Regions from separate parts of the Mus musculus genome. Here all the other regions are linked to region 1. Evidence: chromatin contacts called from public Hi-C, HiChIP or PLAC-seq and promoter capture Hi-C data. All regions are on one chromosome and are shown on one strand. The core of a region is the stretch at or near the end of the contact, and the rest is flanking DNA. Distances in the headings are between cores, read along the strand shown.

The links. Promoter capture Hi-C pulls out the DNA fragments that hold promoters and counts their contacts. A called contact is a pair of places that touch in the nucleus more often than the background predicts. HiChIP or PLAC-seq counts read pairs in DNA pulled down with a chosen protein or histone mark.
Region 2: a promoter capture Hi-C map of neutrophils shows a contact between it and region 1, with 4 times the contacts expected there. The contact joins the promoter of Trappc10 here to the promoter of Pofut2 in region 1. A contact is called at or near these places in 3 of 39 promoter capture datasets (liver, neutrophils and pre-B cells).
Region 3: a contact with region 1 is called in a promoter capture Hi-C map of pre-B cells. The contact joins the promoter of Pwp2 here to the promoter of Pofut2 in region 1. A contact is called at or near these places in 2 of 39 promoter capture datasets (liver and pre-B cells) and 4 of 484 Hi-C or Micro-C datasets (CD4 T cells, CD8 T cells, memory CD8 T cells and 1 more).
Region 4: a contact with region 1 is called in an H3K27ac HiChIP or PLAC-seq map of extraembryonic endoderm stem cells, with 4 times the contacts expected there. The contact joins the promoter of Pcnt here to the promoter of Pofut2 in region 1. A contact is called at or near these places in 1 of 39 promoter capture datasets (erythroid cells), 2 of 484 Hi-C or Micro-C datasets (CD4 T cells and embryonic stem cells), 1 of 115 datasets of contacts at active chromatin or transcription factors (extraembryonic endoderm stem cells) and 1 of 9 other capture datasets (adipose tissue).
Region 5: a contact with region 1 is called in a Hi-C map of regulatory T cells, with 3 times the contacts expected there. The contact joins the promoter of Lss here to the promoter of Pofut2 in region 1. A contact is called at or near these places in 1 of 39 promoter capture datasets (liver), 4 of 484 Hi-C or Micro-C datasets (CD4 T cells, embryonic stem cells and regulatory T cells) and 2 of 115 datasets of contacts at active chromatin or transcription factors (astrocytes and embryonic stem cells).
Region 6: a contact with region 1 is called in an HNF4G HiChIP or PLAC-seq map of pancreatic cancer cells. The contact joins the promoter of Cfap410 here to the promoter of Pofut2 in region 1. A contact is called at or near these places in 2 of 39 promoter capture datasets (the C10 cell line and liver), 3 of 484 Hi-C or Micro-C datasets (CD4 T cells, CD8 T cells and regulatory T cells), 2 of 115 datasets of contacts at active chromatin or transcription factors (astrocytes and pancreatic cancer cells) and 2 of 9 other capture datasets (adipose tissue and liver).

What each region holds. Positions count from the first base shown.
Region 1 is chr10:77,257,493-77,261,043 of GRCm38.p6, reverse strand. It overlaps Pofut2 (protein O-fucosyltransferase 2), which reads right to left and starts at 1,744. Exons shown (of 9, transcript NM_030262.3): 1 at 1,591-1,744; 2 at 220-470. The coding sequence starts at 1,721. Gm10941 (predicted gene 10941) reads left to right here and starts at 1,821. Exons shown (of 2, transcript NR_026944.1): 1 at 1,821-2,317; 2 at 3,058-3,279.
Region 2 is chr10:78,242,644-78,246,194 of GRCm38.p6, reverse strand. Trappc10 (trafficking protein particle complex 10) reads left to right here and starts at 1,550. Exons shown (of 23, transcript NM_001081055.2): 1 at 1,550-1,759. The coding sequence starts at 1,693.
Region 3 is chr10:78,183,180-78,186,730 of GRCm38.p6, reverse strand. It overlaps Pwp2 (PWP2 periodic tryptophan protein homolog (yeast)), which reads left to right and starts at 1,582. Exons shown (of 21, transcript NM_029546.2): 1 at 1,582-1,660; 2 at 2,561-2,673. The coding sequence starts at 1,643. It overlaps Trappc10 (trafficking protein particle complex 10), which reads left to right. Exons shown (of 23, transcript NM_001081055.2): 23 at 1-1,309.
Region 4 is chr10:76,440,934-76,444,484 of GRCm38.p6, reverse strand. It overlaps Pcnt (pericentrin (kendrin)), which reads left to right and starts at 1,573. Exons shown (of 42, transcript NM_008787.3): 1 at 1,573-1,920. The coding sequence starts at 1,867.
Region 5 is chr10:76,529,866-76,533,416 of GRCm38.p6, reverse strand. Lss (lanosterol synthase) reads right to left here and starts at 1,812. Exons shown (of 22, transcript NM_146006.2): 1 at 1,743-1,812; 2 at 1,399-1,567. The coding sequence starts at 1,756.
Region 6 is chr10:77,977,085-77,980,635 of GRCm38.p6, reverse strand. It overlaps Cfap410 (cilia and flagella associated protein 410), which reads right to left and starts at 1,986. Exons shown (of 7, transcript NM_026431.2): 1 at 1,855-1,986; 2 at 865-883; 3 at 89-135. The coding sequence starts at 1,931.

The DNA.
Region 1 (3,551 bases), core at 495-2,994:
GCACACACTGGTGTGCATCTCTTGGTTAAGATGGTTTCAGCTGCTTTCTCGTCAGCACTGACCACACCTGCCACAGCTGCTCAGACCCCCTTCCCTAGAGAAAGCACGGAAGCAAAGCAAGCACTACCAGAAGGACCGAGTGGAACGTGCCAGGGCAGGCTGGACCGGGCAGCCAGCTGTCCACATCAGAAAAGCCTCCCAGACTGATGCCCGCCTCACCTGCAATGAACTGCTCATACTCTATAACGGGGATGTTTTTATTGAGACTCGGGAGGTCAAAAAACTCGGACCAGGGAATCCGGACCTGGTGGATGTCAGGGCTTTGCCAGTGGTAGAGGCGGCCCCACGGGGGCAGGACTAGCACCCACTCTTCAGTCTTCAACAGCGTCTTCAGCAAGGATGCCACCCGGATATAGACATCCCTGCGGAGATTGAAGCCTTCTGGGGGGTTGACATCATACAGGAGGTACCTGAGAAGGGAGCAAGACATAGGCCGTGTGTGAACTGTGGGGAATCTTCATGGGGCACCCACACCCGGCTTACAGAGAGGGCAGTGACTATACAATGACCAGCAGAGCTCATAAGTGCCAACAGCAGATTCACACTCTCTGACAAATCAGAATGTAAACGGAACCTCAGCGGCTGAGCCTGAGAATCGGTTTCACAGCCATTCCCACAGTGTCTCATCCAAAGACTCCTTGACTCCTTCACAGTCTGAACAAAATTAATGAGATGCCCAAAGGCCAGTTGTTTACTCAGGGGGGGCCAAACCTTTGACAATGAGGCATGACGCTGTCTGTCATCAATAATTCATCGCTATTCTGAGATGTATGTGGTCAATGGGCACAGGTTGGACAAATCTGGTTTATAAATTAAATCTACTGACAGTTCCTGTGTTGGAAGCTAAAGCTAGAAGTATTCATCCATTCACTGAAAAATAACAACAGTCTCGTTATATTAACAAAGATTATTTTAAATGAAAAATATGCATTTTCAAAATAAAAACAGTGAAAAGGATAGGATGATAATATTCTGATTAAGCCTCACTGTGATATTACAGGTCCGGTTGGCTGGCCGGTGGAAAAACTCCACAGTACACTAATGACATCTGAGAAAGTCAAAGTGACGAAGAATCTCCCTCCGTGAAAACGGTTCTAAAACTTTATTTAAGGCTTCGCCAAAGCAAGATTCCTTTCTACGGAATCGCGGGCAGGCTTCAGTCCCGTCATCACTGGGTTTGTCGGCACCAGACCCCTGGTTTACCCTCCCTCCAGTTTGGGGAAGAGCGGCCGCGGAAGAAGCGCCATCTCCACGACAGCCCACACGAACTTCTGTCTCGCTGGAACTTAAGATCGGCCTCGGGACAGCGTGCCTGAGGTGGCCAGAGCCGGGCTCCACCTACGCTCCCGGACCTTCTGGTAGCGATCTCTCGGGAGTAGACGGCCAGCTCAGCCCAAGGCCAGGGCGACCTTCGCCACGCAGCCTTCGCTCCTGCAGCCTGCGTGCGCAGCCCCGGTCCCGCTGCCCCCAGCCCGCTGCTGACCCTGTCCCAGATGCCTCGCTCCGCCCGGCCGGCGTGGACGCGCTTACCGTCTGCGGGATGCCGCCCCCGACAGGATGTCCGCCGCCGACTGGCCAGGCCAGAATTCTTCTCCTGAAGCCGAGACCGGCCGCCAGGATGCCGCTGCCAGCAGCAGGCAGACGACGCTGAGCGCCGCCATGGCCCCGGCGGCCACGCACTTCCGGCTGCCGCGCCCCGGTCCGGAAGTGCGCCTGTCCGCCCCACGGAGCGCGTCTCCAGTAGCTACGGCAACGCGGCCAGACCCACGGTGCGCACGCGCCTCTCTTCGTCTGAGTAGGAGTATGTGGGCGTGACCAGGGGTGGGTCCTGGGGAATGGGCGTGTCCTCAGCGCAGTCACGCCCTTCCCAAGCTCTCCTGGTTGTACTTTCAGCTGAGGGCGCTGCGGTGGCCTGGCTCGGTTGAGTCTTAGAGTCGTCGGCTTTGCGAGGTGCGCTATTTGTCCCGAGGGCAGAGAGAATTCGCTTGGTCTCATCCGGGACTTGCTGAGCATCACGACGCCAGGCATTCCTGTTGCCGGGTGTTGTACGGTCCCGGGATGTGGGCGGAGCTGGCCGCAGGTCTGGTCCTGCAGGACAGAGCCAGAGGACAGAGCACTGGCCTCCAGGAGTGGGGATGGATGCAGGACCTGAAGGTGCTCTCCGTTCCGTGTAGGGCTCTAGCGCTGGAGCAGCGAGCAGCTTAGGAGTCAGAGGACCAGGTGCCCCACGGAGCTCTGAGCTTTCCTGAAAATACTTGTGAGTGACTGTGGCTTTTTTTTTTTCTTTTTTAAAAGTTGCATCGCAGTGGAAGTGTCTAGAACCAAGTGTTTGTACAGACCCCATTGAAGTGGTGTTAACTGATGGAGTTAGTATTACATACAGATTCCGAAGCAGACAGCCACATACTCTGCACGCTACTACTGTATGCTGTAACAGTCGGATATCTGATAAAAACAAGAGAGTCACAGGTGGCCAGAAAGCATAGCATTAAAGAGATAGTTGAGCTTCATCAAAAAGTAAAACCTAGTCTTTGTCTTTTTTTTTTAAGATTTATTTTATGTATATGAGTACATTGTGGCTGTCCTCAGACACACCAGAAGAGGGCATCAGATCCCATTACAGATGGTTGTGAGACTCCATATGGTTGCTGGGAATTGAATTCAGGACCTCTGGAAGAGCAGTCATTGCTCTTAGCTACTGAGCCACGTCTCCAGCCCCAAAACCTAGTCTTTGAAAGGCAGGGGTAGGAAAAAGAAAAGACAGAGCCTGGGAGAAAGCACCCAGATTATAATAATTACCCTAACAGGGGCTGGAGAGATAGCTCAGCAGTTAAGAGCACTGACTATTCTTCCGGAGGTCCCAAGTTCAAATCCCAGCAACCACATGGTGGCTCAAAACCATCTGTAATGAGATCTGATGCCCTCTTCTGGGGGTGTCTGAAGACAGCTACAGTATACTTACATTTAATTAATAAATTTTTTTAATTACCCTAACAGAGGACTTGTGTCCAATCGTGGAGAGATCTTTAAAGTCCGGGAGTACCTTGGGAGCTGGAGAGAGGGCTCAGCGGTTAAGAGCACTGACTGCTCTTCCAGAGGTCTTGAGTTCAATTCTCAGCAACCACATGGTGGCTCATAACCATCCCATACCCTCTTCTGATGTGTCTGGAGAAAGTGATAGTGTACTCACATACATAAAATAAATAATTAAAAAAAAAAGTTCAGGAGTACCTCAAGATGTAGATGACCCAATGTGTGTGTGTGTGGGGCGGGGAGAACAAATGAACACATGATGGGCACGGGAAAGGCTAGGGTGGCAACATGATGAGCTTGGGAGATGCCCCTTGGTAAAGATGTGGGACAACTAGGATCCCCACATCCTGCTGGTAGGAGTGACAAGTGTTTCTGTTGATGGACAGTTCCTGGTCTGTTCTGGCTTATCCTGGCTGGAGTTGCCCCAAGAGCCACAGCAGGAGAGGTAGGTAGCCCTG
Region 2 (3,551 bases), core at 301-2,800, 990 kb before region 1:
ATCACGAAACCTGGGGTTACCCACTCAGGAGGCCTCAGAGGATTCCTCAAAATCCTTGTCCCCTGGGTGGCGGGCACTCAAATTTGGCTCCGAAGCACACCATCTCTTATTCCATTTGAGGTGAGAGCTTCGTTCTTTGTGCTGACATCTCACAAACGCTTAGCTGGATGGGGTGAAAAACCTTTGGCACGTCCACGGAGGCTTTGGACCCCTATTCTTGCTTTGCTGTGCTCTCTCTAGGCCAGTGGTTCTGAACCTTTCTAATGCTGTGACCCTCCTAAATAAAAAATAAATATTAAGTAAATAAAAATAAAATATTAAATAATGAATAAAAATTAAATAAATAAACTAAAAATTAAATAAATAAAAATAAAAATATTAGAGAAAAATATTAAATAAACAAAATAAATATATTAAAGAAGTAAAAATAAAATTATTACATAAATAAAAATAGTTTGTTACTACTTCATAAACTGTAATTTTGCTACTGTTATGGGTCATAATGTAAATATTTTTTTTGGAGCTAGAGGTTTGCCAAAAGGCTCGGGACCCACAGGTTGAGAACCCCTGTGCCTGGCAGTCTCCACCTGCTTCAACTGCCCTAATCAGTTGCCTGAAAGCCCAAACCAACATGCTCCCCAACAGTCAAGTCATGCTCAGACATTCCATTTGCACACTGAATCCCATTTGCAAAAGCTCCCATAGACCTGCTTTACTTGCGCCGAGTTCAGTTCAAAGCAATATTTGATTTTGCGACATTCACAATACCTAGCGGCTTCAAAGCAGTACCAGCTATAGGTGACCAGTACTGATGAAGGTGGGACATAGGGAGCATTCTGGGAGCCAAGGGAAAGAGTGCTGAAGGCTGACGCAGGTGGAAACGACCTATGTGGTGGTTCATACGAGTAAAACCACCTAATCAACCAATCAAACAAAAACCTCACAAAACCAGAAAGGACAGTGGGAAGCTGGCGTGCCAGCGGGTGCACATGGAGTTGTACGGGGTGGGTGGAACACTTTCGATCTTGCCTCGCTTTGAGTCAGCACACTTGGCAAGTCCGTGTTAACAGGCAAGCAGAGACTCAGCTTGGCACTGCACAGTTGAGCTCGCCCAGATGTAAAAACCGACCCAAGGCATCCTGCAGAAGCCGGAAAGGAGGAAGCTCCCTCGGAGATAACGGGAATTCCGCCAGACGTGACGTGGGGGCACACAGGGTAGAAGCGAGGATGAGGGTAAGGGAGCATCTGCAGGTGCGAAGCCGAGGAGAATCCAGTTTAGACAGGTCTGATGAGACCAAGCAAGGGTCACCAAGCTTGGGCATTGAGAAGGTGGGGTCAAGGAGCTCAGGCACGTGCGCCGCCCTCTGTCCTCTGCAGCTGCCTGAGAACCGAGGCAGAGGCGGCTCCCGCTATTGACAGCTACAGCGGCCCCGCCCTGCACCGCCGGGCGGCCCGGCACGCGGCCTTTTTCGTAGGAGGGCATTCGGCGGCGAGGCCCGCCCCTTTAAGTCGCGCGCCCCGGAAGTGGTCACGCGGCGGCGCCGGGGCCGGAAGTGGACGCGGCCGGCGGCGGCGGGCGGCCGGCTAGGAGCTGCCGGGGGCCGGCGGCGAGGAGGCGCGGGCTCAGCGGGCCCCGCGCTGCCTCGGGTGCCCATGGCGGGCGGGGGGCCGGGCCGGTGACGCCGGACGCCCATGGACGCCCCTGAGGAGCCACAGCCACCGGTGGTCTACACCATGGAGAACAAGCCCATCGTCACCTGTAAGTGCGGCGGGGCGGGCGGGCGGGGGGCGCGGCCGGGCTTGGCAGCTCCCATCTACGCGGACACAGCCGACCTCCGACCTTTCCGCGGGTGACCTCCGACCCGCTGTGCAGCCGACGCCAAGCTTTGGGTCCTGACCTGGGCGGTCTCCGGAGCAGCTCGTTCTGTACTGTCAGTGCTGCTAGGGATCGGGCCGGCCTTCCCCGTGGGTCGGCTCTCCTGCGCGCTGACCGCAGTCCGGTGGGCAGGCCCAGCTCTCCGCAGAGCGCAGGTGCTCTTCCTCTAGTGACTGTCAAGCCGGAGTGGCAGGTGGCCGGCCAGGCTTAGGAAGGAACCCAGCTCTGTCTGGTCCAATCATCCTGTGCTTATAGGCACTTTCCAGAGCTGCTCCACCAGCGAGTTCCCGCTCGGACATCCCCTTCCGCACTTGTTCCTTCTCCCACTGAATGCACACACACACACACACACACACACACACACACTCACACACAAAGATTGGTTTCTCTGCTACAGAAAAAGAAAACCCTCATTTTAAAGCATAATTTCAGAACGGAGTAGTTTTGCAAACTATGGACTCATGGGAAGTGTGGACGGGTTGGTTAACATTTTGACAGCTTTGCGGTGCTGTCTCTCAAAGGACAGGTGTGATACGTGGCTGTTGGCAGTTCAGTATGTGCTTGACCTTATGAATTTACTTTTTTCTAAACAGGAAGCATATTTGCAAAACCTGGTGCTAGGCCCCAGGGTTCCCAAGGTCTCCAGCACACCCTGCTCTGTTTTCTCCTTTGGGCCCTTGGATACATGGGCTCCTCCCAGTTCCTTCCTGTAACCGCATAGACATTTCATATTTAAAGACTTACATCTCTTTATTGCTAGATTAACTTTCTCAGGGATATGGATGTGTCTCCCATAAAGTTGGGAGACTTGCATAGTTCAGCAGTTAGTTGTGTGTGTTTTGTTTTTTTTTTTTTTTCTTCCCAGAATGCTTGGCAACTGAGAGGCTTGCCAAACCTCACCTGCAGGCAGGTGGACCGATGTGGCAGAGCTGGTCTGGAGGCTGCCCCGCCCTGCCCGGGTGCTCCTTGATCCCCTCAGGGAAGTTGCACCCTGTTCATGGTTGGATTCAATGTGTTCCAGGTCCTGAGAACTTTCCCCCAGTACTGTGCACAGTAGGAATTCTGGATGAGTACTTAGAACCCACAGGGACACCCACTTACTTGACTGCATCTCCCGACCCTTAGCTTTGAACATTGGCATCTTCATTGCCATAGACATTTTATCAGCATCCTGCTGAAGGTAAAGTTGCAAGCTCAGCGGCATCGGCTGTGGCTAAGGAGAAAGGGTTAATTACTCTGGTAGCTAGTACTTGGAAATGTGTGCTATTTAATGTCTTACCTTCCTGTGTGCAGGACAGCTGCAGGGTGCCTTCCTGTAGGCCTGTTGGAGTTTGGGTGTTGGTGGGGGATTCCCATGGCTTTGGGGTAGCATCATAAGAAAGTGTGCTGATGGTGTCCCCAAGTTGGAGGGCACAGCTCTTCACTGGAATTTCAGAAAACAAAGTCGTTTTAGAGAAATGTAAAAGCAATCTCTTTAAAATAAAAGGCTTTTTTTTTTTTGACACTCAGGAAATCTGACTTAGTATACACTCAGTGGCATTTTTATGTTTCTGGGGCTGCAGCTTTGGCAAGCACTTATCCTGGTTCCACCTTATTCCTTCTTTATCTTGTTATGTTTTAAAGGAGAAGCTAACGAACTCAGTTCAGAAATCTACCCAAAGGCCAGTTCACTCTT
Region 3 (3,551 bases), core at 333-2,832, 930 kb before region 1:
TCCAAAGTGATGTATTTTTGTATATAGGAGATAGAGTGCTCTGGGCTTATTGGCGTGGTGTCTGTGAGTGGGACCTGAGGTAGAAAGCTGGGAGAGGAGGGAGCCCTCTTCAGGAGTCGCTGCCCCCTGGGGACCATGTTTGGGCCCAGAGTCAGGGGCACAGAGAGAACCAGGAGAACCAAGCCAACACTTTCAGTATTCAGTGTATTTGCTTTTTTTTTTTTTTAAGATTTGTTTATTTATTATATGTAAGTACACTGTCGCTGTCTTCAGACACTCCAGAAGAGGGCATCAGATCCCATTACGGATGGTTGTGAGCCACCATGTGGTTGCTGGGATTTGAACTCAGGACCTTCAGAAGAGTACTCAGTGCTCTTAACTGCTAAGCCATCTCTCCAGCCCCAGGGTATTTGCTTTTAACTCAGCCAGTAAATAAAGGATAGTACGACGCCCACAACACACCACCACCAAGTGGTTTTCATTTGCAGGAATTGGAGGAATGCTTAAAGAAAATAAACACTGGGGCTGGAGAGATGGCTCAGTGGTTAAGAGCATTGGCTGCTCTACCAGAGGTCCTGAGTTCAAATCCCAGCAACCACATGGTGGCTCATAACCATATGTAATGGGATCTGATGCCCTCTTCTAGTGTGTCTGAAGACAGTGGCAGTGTACTCACATAAACCTTAAAAAAAAAAAAAACAAAAAAAAAACAAACATTTATTTAAAACCCTCTGAAAACCTATTTTATGTGCAGTTTAAAACTAATAAACTTGGGGAGCTGGGTATGCAAATTAGAACTTGGTACTTACTGAATGTCTACAGCCCTCTGAACTCTGTTTTCGGTAAACCTTTGACAGTTGGCCTGCAGATGTCAAGTCCATGTGTGGGGAGGTCTTTGAGACTTGATCCTGGCAGAAAAGCTTCCACCCGGCACTGCTAGCCTCCCGCATCCGTGTGTAGTCCTTTAGAGTGGAGTCTGGCTCTTGAGTTCACCGCCCACCCCCTGAGTTTCATATTTCTGAGTTCTCTACGGTTTTCTAATTATATATATTAAGAATAAAACAAAGGGGAGATCTAAAATGTTGGTAGTTCTGTTATTTCTCATGAAGACACCTTTCTCTGTAAGAGAGTTGGCAGCTCTTGTTCTCTGGGATGGGGTCTAGGAAAGGTGACGGCCGCACCTTGACACTGCAGGCGTTGGTTCCATTTTCACAGTGTTCTGTAACATAATGTCAGAGTAAGGCCGCTGTACTAAGATCGTTTAAAGTGTAAGCATTAAAATTCTAAAAATACACGTTTTAAGAAGAAACTCCGTTTGAACTTGGGTTTTTGTTTTTGTTTTGCACGGTTACAGGCGAGTGTGTGACGATTTGCTCGCTTTCTCAGCTCCGGACTGGGCTCTGCATGGAGACCTAGAACTTAGCTCCATTCTCCACCGTCCTAGCGGTCTCAGCTAGTTCACCGCTACGCAGCGCCTGCGTAGAGGCAGGGTGGTGGCGGGAGTGGGGGTGAGGGAGGGACGGGCGGGGCTTCCCAGGACACTAGGGTTGCGGCTCCGCCCCGGAAGTGCGCGTTTTAAGCGCCGGAGATTGTTTGTATTCCGGAAGTGGTTGCAGTACGGTACCCCACGTGTGGTTCCAGGATGAAATTCGCTTACCGGGTGAGCGGCGGGCCGGGCAGGGGCAACGGGAGGGCGATGGAAGGTTCCGAGGACGCGGGAGAGACCGAGGTCGTTGTCATCTCGGCTGCCTGTGGGAAGCACTAGTGGGTCGACCCATCGCAATCTATTGCTCCTGGTTTATACCAGGAGCTCCGGGCTCCTACCCAACAGGTCTCGGGCTGTACCCAGCCCTGTCCAAACTCCTCTTGCCAGACAACACAGCAATAGCTGCTGAAAGGCTCTTAACAACAAACTTCAAGCAACACCCAGCTCTCTACAGGGCCGCCAGTTCTTGGAGCAGTCTCGACAGCGCTCCTCTGCTGATCATACCTCTTAGGAGCCTAGCTCTGCCTGGTGTTATCTCGTTGCATAGCTGCCCACCTACACCCCAGATCGACTCCTGCCTTAGTTAGCCCAGGCAATCCCAGTAAGCAACTACCCTACTGCTCTGCTGGGCTTTGCAGTGTTTGGACATCTGTCCAATTGCCTATGTGCCGTTTCTATGTGGACATAGAACACAAGGCTCGGGTCTCTACACCCAGCTGTGTCTGCTGGATGGAGATGCTTGCCTTTGATAACTGAATGGATACACCGGGGCACTGATACTTAGCACGGTGGGCGTGGTGAGCATCTCCTGCAGCCCTGTTCACTGAAGCAGCTTCTCTTAGAATGGAGATCCTGTGCCCTTCTGTGCCTGGCAAATGCTTCCTGTCTTGGGAGTATAGTACCATTCAAGGGAACCCTGGGCTCCTGAGAATTAAGTTGGGTTCCTCCTCTGCCCAGGGGCAGGACACACCTATGGTCAGGTACTTTACTACCTATGCCCAGATGCCTCTCATCACCATTTCAGAGAGCTGACGCTGTGTTCTCTGTGTTAAAACTGATTCATTTCCTTTGCAGTTCTCGAATTTGTTGGGTACGGTTTATCGGTGTGGAAACTTAAATTTCACACATGATGGAAATTCTGTTATCAGCCCCGTGGGAAATAGAGTCACTGTGTTTGACCTTAAGAAGTAAGTATGGGGAGACAATGTTAGCAGGGACGTTATCCTCCGTGTGAAGGCTAGCCATCCTCTTTGTGGCTTGCAGGACTACTGGATTTAGGAGGACACAGGTCATGGTAGAGTTGCCTGCTGAGGTCCTCGTTTTTCATTCTAGTATCTAGAACACCAGCATTACTCTTAAAGGGAAAGGAAAAGTCATGTGCCTTTTGGCTGTTGGCTAGCAAGTAGGGGTGGTGGCAGATAGGAAGGTTATCTCAAAAGGTGAGCACTTACTGTGGGGGGAGGGGCGGCTCTAAGGGCCCCAGGACAGGTGGTTTGGAGAGTTCAGGCTGTCTTGGGTCCTTGCTCAACAGCCCTGATGGTTCCCACCTTCCCTGCTGAGATTAGGCTTAGCTTTGCTTGTCCCAACAAATGTGCTGTGGCTCCTTTTCTGACTAGGAATGACTCAGCACTTGACTGTCTGAACGTCTGTAGGCTGATCCCCTCTAGCCTGGGCAAGACCCTCCAGTTCTTCTGGCCACTGTGCTCCCATTAGCTTCAGTTAGCTGGCTAGTCCTAGACCTCCGTTACCAGACACTGTAGGCTGGGCCAGCAGTATAACCTACTGTGCCTGCTGTCGATGGATTACTGGGTCTAGTCAGGTCTTCTGTGTCACTGTCTCTTTAAATAACATCTCAGGGTCTCAGAAGTAATGAGAACCTGTTTGTTAAAGAAGACTCAGACCAAAAAAAACAAAACAAACAAACTAGGTTCTAATTGCGACACCTATAATGGTGCCTCCAGCTCAGTCAAACCCTGCTTTCTTCTCCTTCTATCCACTTCTGAATTTAAGAACATACAGCCTTTGCAAGTGTGCTACCCTTAACTCGAAAAGGTCAATACCAAGA
Region 4 (3,551 bases), core at 324-2,823, 820 kb after region 1:
ACTCAGAGACCCACCTCTCCAGTGCTGGGTATAAGACACGTGCCACTATACGAAGCAGGGATTTCCTTAGTGAGTGAGGGGGTAATTTAGATCCCAGAACCCACATCTGTTGACGCACAATTGCCTGTAACTCCAGCTTTAGGGCATTTAACACCCTCTTCTTACCTCTAAGGATACCTGCCAGTTCCACACAGAGACACAAACATACTCATAGTTCAAAGAAATAAATATTATTAGGTATTTATTTATACTTTAAAAATTATTTTATGGGTACCAATGTGCGCCACATGAGTTTTTGGTGCCCTCAGAAGCCAGAGGTGTGCATCAGATCCTCTGAACTGGAGTAACAATTGTGAGCCACCATTGGGTACTGCGAATCAACTGGGGGTTCTCTGGAAGAGCAGCTAATGCTCTTAACTGCTGATCTCTCCAGTCCTTTAAGTTTTGATATGTAAAATATGACCGACCACCCTTCAAACATTCCTTAAATATTGCATGGCTCAAAGACTGAGACCAACATATCCTAGAGGATAGGTCTGTCCAGAGGGACCCCCACCCACTCAGTGTTTTCATCAGTGCAAGAGACACTTCCTAAGAGGCTTGAAGTCTTTTGAGTCATGAAAGTGAAACAATTTATTTTTTGGATCTTGTAAAGTTGGGTGTCAGCCTAGAGAGAAGGCAAAAACGGCTGTCATGCAGATTTGGTATAAAATAGGTTTTATAGCCCTTACGGCATTTCCCTGTTCCCAAATTCCACACTACTGAGTTCTTCAGGAGGATTCATTCTTATAGGCATTACCCTCTCTCCAGCTTCCCTATCCTATCCGTGCAGGATGCAAAGCTCTTGACATATATCCTGGAGCTCAGATCCTCTCCTTTTATGTTAGTCATGTTAACAGCCTGCAACGTTTCAACCCAATGATAAATTAATAAATGTTAGGCAAGAAAGAACCTGCTGCCGGCTAGGGAATCCAAGGGCCCAATCCTCCTAATTTCCTGTAATCCACCGATGAGCTTTAAACGCGCCTCTTACTACAAATGGACCATAGTTTCTTTATTTCCTTATGGCAGAAAGACTTTCCTGGTAGAGGTGATGGATGGAGTGAGAGTCAGGTGCCTGAACACACAGCGACTCTGTACATTGAAGCGTGTGCGTGAATGCAAAACGGCCCTGGGTGGCAACTCTGGGGTCCACTGGGGACAGCGGTCTAAGTTTTAGGTGTCATTCAATGAGTAACTCTGGCTATACTCTGTTCTTTGGATTTGGATTGAAGACAGGGGACCGTGTTCAGGAGGGGCCGAAGTGGTCAAAGAAGGGAAGCAGGACTCCCAGTTGACTGCACCTGAGAACCAAAAGTGGGGGCTGGTGGATCCTAGAGGATGCCCCAGTGTTCGCAGAAACACATCGCGACAGAAAAAACGACTTTGGCAAAGTGCGGGAGAGAGTGCCCAGAGCGCACCGGAGGCATGGAGAGCCGCTGGTATGTAAGTCCTCCTCCTGTCGGGAGAGGGCGATAGGTAGCACCGCCTCGGGAAAACGGTTTGTCCAAACCTTCCCGCCGCCCAGTCGACGAACGCCCGCGAGCCCCGGGAACGCCGCGCCTCGCTCATTGGCGTGGATGAAGAGGGTGGAGAGCGTCGGCGTACCAATTGGGGACCAGAGAGATGGCTCTCCGCCCTTGGAGCGTCAGCGGAGCGCGCGTGCGCAAGGCCACACGGGGCTCCGGATTGGCGGGGCGAAGCTGACAGTTGTGTGTATGGGGGGTGGGGAGGCGAGTGGGTGAAGGGAGGGAGTGTAAATAGAGCGAAGGCGGTGTCGCCGCCGCCCTGTCACCTCCGAGCGACTCGCCGGGAGCCCAGGTGGAGATGGAAGACGAGCAGGAGCAGCGGCGCAGGAAGGTGGAGGCTGGGAGAGCCAAGGTTAGACGGTAGCATCCTTCTCTCAGCTTTGCGGTGGGGAAGAAATCCTAAAGCGGTTCCGGTGCTCAGACCGCCGCTTGACACAAGCGGTGGCGGTGGAGCAGTGGGAACTGCCGGGCGCTTGTCCTTCCCGCCGCTTCTGCGGAATTCACTTCCTAGGCGCCGCCATCTTGAATCCAGCGCCCTCTGTCTCGCTCCGCCCTATTACACCCACAGCCAATCAGCGTCAGAGACGTACGACTTGTAGGTGGGCCCGAGCGCCATGGGCGGGTCCTGGTCACCTAGCATTCTTAGTTGTTGTGCTTCCGGTGCTCAGGCACTTTCCTGAGACTAAACTGTCCAAGGCTTTTTAAAGACCGTCTTCAGACTTTATTTTCCCAGGGAACCAAGAACTTTGCTCCCTAGTGGTGTCCTGTTGTTGTATTTCGTTGTTCGCTCTCTGGCCGGGCCCCACAACTGCCATACTACCGAGGGTCCTCTTCTCACCTCCTTCTGCCTCAGATTTTGAATTTGTTTGAGACTCTACCCTGGGAACACTTGTGGCTGTTAAGATAGTTGTTTTGTTTTTTTGTTTTGTTTTGTTTTGTTTTTTTCGAGACAGGGTTTCTCTGTATAGTCCTGGCTGTCCTGGAACTCACTTGGTAGACCAGGCAGGCCTCGAACTCAGAAATCCTCCTGCCTCTGCCTCCCAAGTGCTGGGATTAAAGGCATGCACGACCACTGCCTGGCAAGATAGTTATTTGAAAGGTGATGGGGATTCAGAGGAAGAGAAGGTGCGAACATTTTGGAAGTGGATCTCTGGCCAGCTATCATGGCTGTGGAACCAGAGGCTGTGTCCCTACCCTGTACTGTCAGGACAGTATAGCTATAGCCTTCATGAAAGGGCTGTGTTGATTTTGTGGTTCGCCTAGTAACAGCAATTCTTCATTTGTGTCAACAACCCCACCACCACTATCACCCTGCACCCACTTCGAAAAAACATGCAAAATACACAGAGGAAATGAGAGCACAGCAATGTCAGATTACAGGTGCCGGCCAGAAGCCATTGTGGCCCTTATGGGGTATAAGCTGGGCACATGTAGATAGACACTTTGAGAAATGAGGGCATGTGAAGTTTAGTACTTCACCAGGGGAACTGGTGTCTGTACTTGGGTGGGTTTGTGAACCCAATTAGATATCCTTAGGGAGATGGAGGCTAATGAGACGAACCAGAAGGCCACTCATTGAAGGTTCATGGCCAGAGACCAAGTACATGCTGCAGAGGGCGAGCTCTGAGGCAGACAGTTGCATTCAGTGGAGAAGGCAAGAGATTAGAACAGAGTTGGTACTGTAGGCAGTGCCCTTCAAATTTCTCTTCCCACAGATAAGTGGCCTTGTTAATTTCCTCCGCCAACGAAACTGTGCGTTTCTCTTTTCATCAACAGGGGCACATCTGCTTGGGTGGCCTTGGTTGTGATTTGAGGGAATAGATGTCCCCCCACCCCACCCCAGTGAGACGTTGGCACACCAGCGCTTGCCTTTTTGAATAGGGTACGAGGAGGAGATTGTGTGTGAATACAGTCAAAAAGCCTTGTATCTGAGGGACAGAAAGGAGCTACGCTGTGCCTCTGACTGGCAGGCAACATTCTGGG
Region 5 (3,551 bases), core at 563-3,062, 730 kb after region 1:
AAATTTTCAACTGTTTTAATCTGAAACAAGACAGGGTAGGACAATTTCACCCCATATATAATAAAGAAGCAATTCCATGTTGTCACAATTTCCCTTCCAGCCATTAATCTATAAATCTCTTCAAAACTTCATGTCTTAACTAAGCCCAGCACAGACCACAGGGAAGGCAGGGTACTGATGCCCAACTGATACTGGGACTCTTTCACAAAGGACCCACACAATAGCATAGGCGTTGCTCAGAGAGAGATCTTCCCAGCGGATGGCCAAGACTCACAGGAAGCCTGTGAGCTAACTAACTGCTCCATGATTAGCTGTCCATCATCCATGCACCAACACACACAACCAGAAAATCAGGTCCTAAGTATTTCATCTTGTGGATCCAAACAAAAATCACACCCATCTTTGTAATTCTCCTGCAAATCAAAAGTTAAATATCAAAGTGGAATGCTCAAAATGAAACCAAATTAGGGCAACTTCTTCCACAGGTCTCTGAGGTGGAGGGACTTAAATAACGAGGGTTGCTTCTACTCCTGTCTCCGGAAGGAGGTACCACACTTTTTGTTGTTTAGATTGAATTGAGGCAAACACTCACAAACACTGACCCACATCAGCAGCCCTCTTCTTTATTTATTTGTTATCATTTTTGAGATAGGGTCACACTACGTAGACCTGGCTGGCCTAGAACTTGCTCTGTAGACCAGGCTGGCCTCAAACTCACAAAGATCTGCCTGCCTCTGCCTCCTGGGTGCCGGGATTAAAGACCAGCACTACCATGCCCAGCCTCTTTATTTTCTGAGACAAGCTCTACTCAGCTGCCCAGGCAGATCTTAAACTTTATCCTTGTCACAGCCTACTCAGCGGCTAGGATTACAGGTATGCCTGCCGGGCCCAGGTTCATATCTGTTTTAAAAAACAAAAAATTATAAGCCTTATTATTAAAATAAAAAGAAACCTGCAAATTAATAAAAACATCGCACACCAAAATTAACCAAACACAAAGTCTACTCAACTTAATGACCTTGGCATTTGAAAAGGGAGACTGTGAAACTTTCCATAAAATGATGCACTTTCAGTACCCACTATATTTTATGCATTAATCTATTGCCCAAACCACAAAGCCCATGACAGAGTTAGAACTAGAAAAGCAACTAGCTTTACATCTTCTTACATAACTTGTGAACTTTCCTGATCCTCTTATAGTCAGCTTTTCCTCATATCACACTATACCCACATATACATTGGTTTACACATATGCATATATTACTGGCTGGTTGCCTGTTTTTTAAATAAGGCTCTCCACTGTTTCAGAGCTCTGGCTCAGGAAGGCACGGTGTAGGCTGATCAGTGATGGCTTCCAGTCTTGGGATGGAATGGTGCTTTCAGAATCACATCACTTACTGTGTCCAGTCCCAAAGAGTGGGCCTCTAGCCCGGTCTGCTCTCGACCAGGGTCGTCCTCCGCTTGATAATAAGTCCATCTCTGCCGACCCAACTCATTCTGGAGCCGCCAGCGGGTGAGATCGGTGGCGGGCTCAGTTTTATAGGGTCCCCCACGACGCCGCAGACACCTGAGGGGACCAGCGAGAGGAAGCAGCCTTCCTTAGACTCCGCCCAGGTGGGATGCCTGCAATCCAGGCATGCAGAGCCACCAGCCATGCCACCCTGCTGTCCAGACACCTTCCCTGCCACCGCCCTGCCGCGTCCCTCGCAACACCCGCGGGAAGCCCAGGGTCCGCGACTCACGTGCCCTCAGTCATGACAGCACTACTCTCTGCCACCGCTTGCCAGCCCTTTACCTGACAGCCTAGTGCACTGCGCAGGCGCGAGCCTCGGCCGACCGGAACTACTGGGTGGGCCGATGCGAGCTCGGCCAATCAGAGCATCACCAGGTGGGCACGAGAGACGCACCGCGACCACAGTGGCTGGGCGCAGGGCCGCCCGACGCCGCGAGGGCACCAGGGGGCGTGGCTGCGGGGCGGGAAGCGCTTTGGAGGCGGGGCCTATGAAAGAGGCCGGCCTGTGGGCGAGGACGGCCTGTGGGAGGGGCAGGCCCGTTGGAGGGGCGGGGCGGGATGGGGGGCGGGGCCGGCCCCTCTAGATCCTTATTGATGACAGCCTTGGACTTCTGGTCTGGGTGTTCTGAGCCGGGATACCTACAGGGTTGGTGAAAAATGGCCCCTCCGACATGCAGGAAAGAGGCCGCGGAAACCACGAGTGCTTCAGAAGTACGGAAGAGGCATGAGTGACCTGAGGTGAAACTAGCGTTGATCCGAGGCACCACATGGACCATCATGGGGCAGGGGCCTTGACCCGAGTGAAGGGAGGAGGAAACTATGATGACACGTAGTTGGGAAGAGGGTCAGAGTAGTGTTCTCAGAAAGCGGGCACAGGCTCCTCACAGGGAGCAGCTGCAGAGTGTGCAGAGGGCTGTGTCCTGACTCCCATTAGCAGGTAGAGTTCCACTTCCCTAGCCACAGCACTACTCTCAGGATACCTGGAGCTTGGAGTCCTACAAGTTAAAGGGGGAAAAGCCTTGATTATGTTTGACAGTAGAGAGGGAAGCAGGAAAGCCTGTGGTATGCCGGCAGAATCTAGTAGAGACGTGCAATGAAGAACATTTGAACAGATAGTATTTGAGAAGCATTGCTGGCATGCAGGAATGACGACCAGAGATCAGAAAAATATAATTCCAAGAACTCCCAGCGGTACAGTGTGTCCTACAGAGTGCCGACTTACTTACAACTACCCAAACCCGATAGCCTCCCTGCACCTAGCCCTCAAAACGCTGCCAAGGAAGGGGCCATGAACCACAAATCAGAGAAGGAAGAAGTAAGAGGCAAAGAACACTCACACACCTTCCCTAGATGGAAAATCGGAATTTTAGATGGCTAGTCAAGAACACTAACCTCTTCTTTGCCCAGTTTAGAAACTTGTAAAGATATAAGACAAGGCATTTTAACTGAGCCTTGCCTCAGACTATTGATTTGGGGACTGGAGGCCAATACTTAAGTCCAGTGCGTAAGAGCACTTGCTGCTCATTCAGAGGACCTGGAATTGGTTTATAGCACCCACATGGTGACTCACAGCCATCTATAACTTCAGTTTTAAGGAATCTAATGCCATTTTCTGACCTCCTCAGTCACCAGGCATGTGTGAGATGTAAGTACATACATGCTGGTTAAAACACCCGTACACATTAAGTTTTTAAAATTCACAATAGAAAAGTCAGTTTGAGCTGGGCGTGGTGGCACACGCCTTTAATCCCAGCACTCCAGAGGCAGAGGCAGGCAGATTTCTGAGTTCAAGGCCAGCCTGGTCTACAAAAGTGAGTTCCAGGACAGCCAGGGCTATACAGAGAAACCCTGTCTCGAAAAACAAAAACAAAAACAAAAAAGCCAAAAAAAAAAAAAAAAAAGTCAGTTTGAACAGGGCTGGCTAACTGCTTCATAATGACTGCTTTTCCCTTACACATGTCTCAGCTTCTAAGCCAAGCGAACAACTGAAGCCTTTGGGAGCTGACCCACCAAGAACCATGTAAGCACAGTATGCCAA
Region 6 (3,551 bases), core at 737-3,236, 720 kb before region 1:
GCCTGTTTTCCCACACTCCAGAGGAAAGACATGAGTTCCCCGGCCTCCCCATTGCTTCCATGCCCCAGGACTACAGTCAGTCACATACCTGAGTGTGATTACCTCTAGGCTGGGCATCTCCCGGCATATGGAAATCTAGGGAGGGAAGAACGGGGCCAGTGAGTTAACAATAGTGTGGTCACCTCGGGTCAGGGGACACATGTGTCCTGGGTCCTGTCACCTGTACTAATGGGGCCAAGGGGTATGGGCTTGCACAACCAGGGCACTCAGAAGAAATCAGCTGCATGCTGGTCTCTGTGGCCCAGCCTGCTCTTGGGGTGTTCTACACTGGGTGTTTCTACCTGGCAGTTTACAACAGTTCTGTGTCTAACACAGAACATCATTACAGTCAATACCCTCTGAGGACGCCTGGCCAAGGATCTTGTGGTTTCCCACCCTGAGACAGATACACAACCCTTTCTCCTTGCTGCCCCTGAGGCACAAAGAAAGGACAGACACTCTCCTTGCCAATGGTTCTGGGCTCAAGGCAGACAGAACTGCAGTTAAGTTTGGCCACGACACACCATCAGATCTGTGGATCAGACCTGGGCTGTGGGCTCCACAGTCCCAGCTGCCTGTCATTTCGGGTGGGGTTGGGGTGTCGCCTCCTGAAGCTGAGGAAGGCCATGCAGAGTGCCCCTGTTGATGTCCTTGAGGGAAATCACCACCAGGGACTCCTCTCAAGGCAGAGCTTTGACTCTGTTTTCCTCTGTGCAGGTCTAGCAAGTGACACGGCACTGAGCTGAAGATCACAGTTCTGTAACTTTAGCTATTCTTCTGGGGGAAGGGGCATCCGGAAGAAGATACAATCAAGGCAGAGCTTACATCTGTGAGCTGGCTGCCCCTGGAGAAGAAAAGAAATAGACTTTAATTTGTTGAATGAAAATATTTTAAAAATCCCCAAAGAAATGGCAATTGTCTATAAATCTAAAGATTCTACATTCGGAACAGTAAGGAAGGCTGGTTGCCCAAATAAGGGTGAGGTTGGTTTCTGCCAATACTCCCTGCTTGGTGCATGGGGGTACACAGTTTTCTCCTCTCAGGCTCCCATAGCAGAAAGCTCTTTCCAGTCACACACATAAACAAAGGGATCTTCATAAGAGGCCAAGCTCAAAGGCCGGTCATGCAACTTCTGAAGCAAACTTCACGGGCCTGCAATGTGTGTTGTTTCTGCTTGCACAGAGGAAGCCCTGATGTGCTCGCTGGCTCGACAAAGAAAGGCATTATTGAAAACCCAGGACAGGGAGGACTGTGGCCCCAACACCAGATGTGCCAGGGCAGGGAAAGGCTTTTAATTAACAAAGCTCACTCTTTCCAGTAGCCCACTGACCATTACTAGAAGCAGGGGTCTGCACTTGCTCTGCCACTGCTAAATGCTCTGGCCACAGCATCCCACCCCAGTCCCCAGAGACACCTGTAGCTCTTCCACACGCCAGATACAAACTCCTCCAGAAGCCCGGGGCTTTCAGTATTAGTGTGACTCAGCCATGCAACTTAGAGTGCATCCATATAATAGCATCTAAGGTCTAGGCTGTCACTCATACCAGGTCACCCTCTCCAGCACCGGATCATGACTTTACAACCTCAGTCTCTCCCTGTAGACATGCCACTAAGCACCTCTGTCTTCAGATACCAGACACAGACACAGAGGGTTAGCGAAAAGCCCTCAGCAACACTAGAGGGAAATTCTAGTTATCCTGCGAGGGCCGCACTCCTCTGAAGCACTGGCCTCAGAGTGAGCCTGCAACCTAGCTAGCCTGGGGTAGCAGGCGCTCAGCGCGGCCTCTGCTTCCTCCCGCTCCTGGCCGGCCTCACCAGCAGTTGAGCTTCCGCACGTTGTGCAGCTCCGAAGCCTTGGCTCGGGACAGGACCATCTTTCGTGTCAGCTTCATGGTGGCCACAGGGCCGCGGGCCCGGCCGCCCTCCGCTGTACACTCGGCTAGCGGGAGAGGCCTGCGCAGCGGCGCGTCTCCAGGGGCGGGGCCCGCGTTTCTAGGGGCGGAGCCTGAGGTCCCATTGGCAGTCAGGCGAGAGGGCGGAAGCGCGCCGGCGAAGCGGGACGGCCCGACTTCCGTGATACGCGATTCCGCCCCGCCCCTTTGGCGGCCCGCCGGTCCTGCGCATGCACGAGGCTCCGGGCTTTGCTGCCTGGGGACCGCTGGTCTCTGCATCCCGTGTTTGCGTGCGCGGGAAGGGCGGCCCTTAGGATTCCAGTGTGCAAGAGTCTGAGATGGGCTGGCTTGGGTGAGAAAGGCGCCGGTGTGTGAGGGACTCGGGACGCCTGGCTGGTCTCGGAGACATCGAGGACAGAAAAGGTCGAGTCGGGAAGGGTGACAGAGTCCTCGTAGTGGATGCCAGCAGAAACCCTCCTGGCATGCTTGCTCCGGATCCTAATCCCTGCCATGGCCCTGGTCACCACTGAGCCCTCACCCATTTCTGCTTGACCCCAAATCGGGGATTTGTGTTACATAACAGCTAATCCACAACCAGACGATGACTGACACTTGTAATTGATGCACTCAGAGGCTGAGGCAGGAGGATTGCCTGAGCCAGTTTCTGGCAAGACTGGCTCATACAGACATTATCTCAAAAGACAAAGCCGAGTAGTGGGGGCTTGGGGAGGGACTGAAGAAACAGTTAAGAGCGCTGGCTGCTTTTCCAGGGCACTCATATGGCCGGATCACAACCTTATGTAACTCTAGTTCCAGGGGACTCAATGCCCCTCTTTTGGCCTCCTTGCGCACCAGACAGGTCACTTGGGTTGCACACACATGCAAGCATAACACTCATATGTAGAAAAACAAAACGAACAAAACAAAAACCTTAAAAACAAACAAACAAACAAACAAATAGAAAATAGACGTTATGTTTTTGAAAGTCAGTACTGTGCCTGTGGTTGTCAGTGTGCATTTTAAGTAATCACAAATGAATTTTTGTTTTGTTTTCTTCTGGAGAAAACAGATCTCCAGAAGAAAACAAAACGAAAGATTGTAGGTTGAAATCTTCATATCTTTTTCTATCCTACAGATTACACCGGGACAGGCACTGGGTACTTCAGGCCCTTTAGGTAATAAACTGCCCTTGATGAAGTATTCTAGGGCTCTATTGTCTGTCTGACCACCCTGGTCTGCCTTTACCAAAAACAAGTGAAATGGTTCAGTAGGTAACAGTACTGGACGCACAAACCTAAAAACCATAGTTTGCACCCTGGAACCCACAGTGGAAAGAGAGCGGACGCTGAAGATTTAGCCTCTGGCGGGCCATTCATTACCATCAGGAACAATAAGGCCTGAGCTGAGAGATACAGCTTAGCCACCAGTGTGGTGGGAAGAATTTTATAGGCTCAGTTCAGCCACGTTTAAAGAGGTCTGCTGGCCGCTCCAATGGAGGCCAGAAGGACATGGATGATGGCAAAGGAGCTAAGACTTTGAGGAGTGTTTGACAGGAGGTGGGCATTGCCCACTCTGCCCGTTTGTCCTGGAGAGACCTGTGGTGGAGTTGTAGTATCAAAT